2 separate regions of the Oryzias latipes genome follow, and region 1 is linked to region 2. The links are chromatin contacts, called in public Hi-C maps. All regions are on one chromosome and are shown on one strand. Each heading gives the region's core, a stretch centred on a gene start, on an enhancer-like site or on the middle of the called end of the contact. The rest is flanking DNA. Distances are from core to core; before and after follow the strand shown.

Evidence for each region. Hi-C and Micro-C count contacts between places; a contact is called where the count stands out from the background.
Region 1: a Hi-C map of gastrula embryo shows a contact between it and region 2, with 3 times the contacts expected there. The contact joins the enhancer-like site here to the promoter of fam98b in region 2. A contact is called at or near these places in 5 of 5 Hi-C or Micro-C datasets (embryo, fibroblasts and gastrula embryo).

Annotation. Positions count from the first base shown.
Region 1 is chr22:7,052,818-7,055,517 of ASM223467v1, reverse strand. No RefSeq gene overlaps it. Among protein-coding and RNA genes, the nearest start is that of spred1, 6.9 kb to the right of the region's middle. Within about 2 kb of position 1,272, at least 5 of the 8 cell types and tissues checked have an H3K27ac peak or open chromatin away from gene starts, as enhancers often do. A contact at or near this core is called in embryo and gastrula embryo, where this site is marked.
Region 2 is chr22:7,009,689-7,012,388 of ASM223467v1, reverse strand. It overlaps fam98b (protein FAM98B), which reads left to right and starts at 1,439. Exons shown (of 8, transcript XM_004082477.4): 1 at 1,439-1,605; 2 at 1,756-1,904; 3 at 2,562-2,690. The coding sequence starts at 1,568.

The DNA.
Region 1 (2,700 bases), core at 23-2,522, 43 kb before region 2:
TTTTTGAAATTGTCATTTTCTCGGGCATTGTTTCTGCAGAGCAGCAGGAGTTGACTAGAAATTCAACTCTGAGTTGTGGGTGGGACCGACGGCGTACTCATTTCCCATCATCTCTTTTGTTTACACGCTCTACCTTACAGCCCCACACAACCCCAAACTGACATTAGAGAAGCAAAAAAATGCCGTACAATTTTGATCCAGATCCCAGCTCAGACGAGGGGAACTGAGCCGTTAGTGGATCTATTTGTCTAAAGGTGGATGCATCAGAGTGATGCGGAGCAGGGAGCTTGCGGCCTGCCGAGTGTAGTTTGTATGTCACAAATACTGCTTTTTTTTAAACACCATTTTTGTCGTCTGCTCCTGATTCACAGAAAAAAGAAATACTCAGAAATGCAGAAATGCATCACAATTTTCTTCATATATGTCCTCCATCATGAAAAAAGTTCTACTAAAATGTGTTACAAACACCAAAAACCCAATTTTCTCTAGACTGGGTCTTTAAATGTAAAATTTAAGCACAAGTAATTATTTGTTATTATGGCAACAAATAGGAAGGCAAAACACCATGACATGTGGTGCTTCCCTTTGTGTTTATGCAAACATGTGCTACTTGCAGAATTTTGCCAAGCCAGACCAGTTTTGCCTTTGCGCATCGCCACTGGGACGCGTGATGAACATGAACCCAACCTCTTAAGTTTTTCCTATGATTCAATCATTTCAAATGCATGGATTTCTGTGTTTAGAGGAGGCTGAGCTATTTAAAGAGCAGAGGTTGAGCACACTGTGAATGTACAGCCAGTCTCTTTTGAAGTTCATACGGTTCTGTGATGCACTGTGAGTCACACATGACCATGCAAATGGGGGTGGTGTGTGTGTGTGTGTGCGTGTGTTCATCTCTGCCTTTTCTCTCATTTTTTTACAGATTTGCTTCAATTCTAACCTCTGCAGAACTGAAAGAGTTGGGTCAAAAATGGCAGGCTGTCTCTCTGCAAACAGACAAGGATGAATCGACAGCAGTGAAGGGTAATGCAGGCACAGGGAACAAAAACTGTATCTCAAATCTTATATCACTGCTGAGCGTAGGCATGTACTGCCAAGCATAAAGGCATAATGACGCCTCCCCCATGCATCAAATTCAGTTCTCATCCATCGCCATGCTCATCAGTTAAGTGCCTTCCTGGCCCGGCTGCCTTCCTCTGCCGCTCATAGGAATGGATGAAGCACTGAAGCCATGCTTTGCGCTTCCTTTAAGCAGCCACCCCTTCAGCACTCACAGAAGTGGTATGTTCCACATGGAGGACTGCAAACGTTGAGAGAGCACATTGTTTGTAATCTGGCAATGCAGGGGTCACTTCCTGACTCGTGTGCCCGCTCTCTTCTCCCTCCCTCCTGTGTGTCCATCAGTGGGCTAAGTGGGCTAGGCCTTATGGACAAACCCTGTCCTTCCTCTTTTGTGTATGAATGCTCTAACATCTGAAAACAATCAAATAATCTGGGCACAATACCTCTCTTTATGGAGGGGTGCTGGTGGTTCCCAAATGAGCGGGAGGATTAAGTGGAGGAGGCCGCAGGGGGAGAAACAGAGGGATGTGGACGAGGGGCTGCACAGTTGAGGAGGGGGATCTAAAGACTGATTTTAAATGGACTGGATAATCTTCTGGGGTTTTTTTGTATTTGCCTCTGATTTCCCCCACTGGTTTTTAGCAAAGCTGGCGTGGTTAAAACCAACCATTCTGTTTATCTTCTGTCCAAAATACGCCTGTGACGATTGTTTAGCAGAAAAGGAAATCGAGATTTTCTCTGGGAGTCGAGTGAAACATCGGAATGAAATCTTTTTCTTTGTTTTACTTTGGGTTCCCAACACTTTAAGCTAATCAGAAAGCGTCAAGACATTGGAAGTTTGTCTTCCAATGTAGTTTTGTCTCCATGATTCAAGATCAAATTTAAGTTTAACAGAACTTCCTTAAAGAAACAAACCAAAGAAAACCATCTTTTGTTTTTTTTTAACATGTTCCTGTGACATTTTTCAGATGATGCAGGACATATATGCGTCATTTACCCTATATATTTCAAGCTTAATAAATTAAGCTTAAGCTAAATTAATGAAGAAATACTCAAACCCAATTTCAAGCTTAAGCTTGAAATTGGGTTTGAGTATTTCTTCATTCAAATTGTTTTAGATCAGGAGCAGATGACAAAATGCCATTTGAAAAAGCTTGTAGCAGTGACTTAGAAGATACAATCGGCAGGCCATAACTTCCCTGCTCTGCTCCATTCCGATGCATTCACTTGCAGACAAATAGATTGTTTTCCTCGTCTGAGCTGGAATCTGGTACAAAACTCTACAGCTGGATAGGTCCAATTTTGTTCGCCATATTTTTTATAATGTTAGGTTGGGGTTGTGAGAGGCTGTAAGCAAGCAGGAGAGTGTAAACAAAGGGATAATGGGATGTGGGGGTAGGCCTACTCCAAACCAATGGTCCCGTCCACAACTCAGAGGCGAGTTCTAATGACCTCCTGCCGCTATGTCCTAGAAAATGACACAGGTTTTTTGATAGGAGGGGATAATCATAGTTAAAAGACCACTTGGAATGCTTTGATATTAGATCAGAAGTTGATCAGAGTGGGACTTTAAAAGTTTACAAGATATAGCTTTTTATTATCATGTTAGAAAGAAGAAATTCAAAGCAGACAAAGGAG
Region 2 (2,700 bases), core at 190-2,689:
GATTATCGCTTGTATTTTTTCCCCTTATCTTTCCTCTTAAAGTATATGAAAGAAATAAGGTATCATCATCAATACATTTACTCAGTCTCCTTCTTCTTGGCTATGAAGGAATGGTCTTAAGATGGTACTCCTCCTGAAGTGTGTCATTTAAATTGGGAAATTATGTTTGGTAAATGGTTTTAATCCTTTATTTCCCTTTTGAACGATGCTTCATTTGTGGGGACCATGCAGGAGAAGTACTAGAACCTAAATACTGCATGTGGGTTGTGCCCATGAAATATTTGTCTGATTTTCTTTCACCAATACGAAGTAGTTCATGTTTCTGCCATTGTTGACTCTTATTTTGAGCTTCTGCAAACTGGAGTCATCAAATACTGTCATCTTGTTGATACAGTATATTATTTTCAGCAGATTTTAAGTCAAAGCTTCTGCACAAGGATCTTCCCACAGCTAGTCAATCACCAGTTTCATACAGGTTTCCAGGTGGCCTGCCCTTTACCCTCAGGCCCGTTTGTGCTGCTGTCTCTAACACGTGCTCTGAAGCCTGAACATGTAGAGGAACATTATGTTCAGATTCAGCTAACAACAAATAGTTGTAGGACACTGAGAATGCTGTGCTGTACTGATTGAGAGTGTGATGGTATGGGGCAGCATCTTTTTGAGGAGCAAATGAGGCTATTGATTTCCTGGAAGGAAATGACTGTAAAGGTCTTCCACATGCTACTAAAGCTTACATATGTTGAATGATGAATTATTAATCTGTCAGTTTGTTTTCTTTTTTCAAACCACCAAAGAAGAATCTGAAACAGAATGAGATGTATAGAGCTGATCTGGAAGATCTAGCAATAATTGTCATGGCAGCACTATTAATACTCAGCTACTATGAATGCATGCTGCTTTAAAACATGACATACTTTAATGGGACGAAAAACAGGCTATCCAATTATAGTTTTATTTTCAAGTCTATGCAGGAGATTTTATTTGTTGTTTTCTAACACAGATGCATTGTAACCCTTGTGCTATCCTAGGCACTTTAACATTGAGAGTTGGGTCATCTAGACCCACTAGACAGTTCGTTGAACCTTTTTTCTTCAATGATTTGTGATCTTCACTGGTGTCCATGGATTACATGAAATCTTTCCACCTTTATCCACCTTTGTCATGGTAGGAATAACACGTCAATGTAAGGGTGGGGTCATCTAAGATAGCACAAGGGTTTTAAAAGTGGTTTACCATGGCCAGGTGTCCTGATACAACAGAGAAATCACCACACACAAATTTCCTTACTTTGTTTTTCAAAAGTAAAAAAAAAAAAAAGATTTTAATATAAATCTTTCTTGCGGTTAGATGATTGTACATTTTATTTTAAAAAAATTGGGACTGTACTAGAATCGACGTAAATAGTTCCACTGCGGAACCATGTATTTGTGATGCCTCCGTTTCTAACCGGAGCGGGTCCGTTGGTGTACAAAGGAAATGAATGGGTTGAAACGCTGTTTGTTGACATACATGTGTTCACATCATCGAGTTTTAAATAACTTGGAATAAAAAACTCACGCTGTTAGGAATGGAATGTGACATCTTGGACTCTTTGGATCAGCTCGGGTAAGCTAACCAGCCAGGCATTAGCATGTAACTGTCTCCGCTACCCGAACCCGTGAGCAGTTAGTTTATAAATAACGTTACGTACTTAGCGGAATATAACCATGTACACTGACTGTAATAATCGATTTTGACATTTGTTACGGTGTGCAGCTATGACGGGCCTCTCCTGGAGGAGAAGGCGCTTCTTCGCGCCGCAGAGAGCGGCCTGTCCTCGCCGGAGTACGTGAGCCTCTGCGGCTGGTTGGCGTCCAGACTGAAGCCGCTGTGTAGCCTGGAGGAGAGCATCACCTCCGGATCAGGTCAGCCATCTGACTGCACCAACACCAGAAACTCCACAATGGAACCGTAGCATAAAATAAACATAAAAATGAAAAAATATTTTTGATGCTGAAAAGGCGCTCCTATGACACAGTTTGATGAAAACTCTGTTTATTTCCAATTTAAAAGTGGTGTCAGAGCGAAGAAGATGCATTTGTGGGAAGATTGGAGCAGATTTGTTACCTGGCAAATTCTAATTATTTTTCTATATAGTATAGTTATAAATATTATTTTCATTTTTTCTATTGATTTAAACCTGTGACATCCTCAGGGGCTGATGAGTTTGGATCCTTCATGCCAGTGAGGGGGTTCTGCTAAATTAACCCTTAGCAATTCCTAAAATTACATCCAAAACTTATGGCGATACTTTATTCAATTTTTACAAACATCTGCTGTGGGTGGGTTAGTGGGTGGGTGTCACTGGTGTGGATGATGGGTCCCCCATAATATTGTGTCCCCACTCCAGTATCAATCCAGAATTCTACTTAGCATCTTATTTATAAATCATTTTATGCTTTAACATGTTGGTTTTTACTTATGGTTTTCTAATTTACAATGTTTTTAACATGTAAATAACTTTGCATTACATGAGTATGAAAAGTTTGATTTTGAAGATGCACCAATCTCATTGCTTCTAGATGACCTGGAGAGCCTCCAGGTTGAGATGAGTGGGCTTCTGAGGGAACTTCACTGTCCTTATGAAGAAGGCCTCTCTGGAACTCCTAAAGGCACCGTGGGAAATACCAAGAAGCATCTCCAGTTCCTCTGTATCTACTC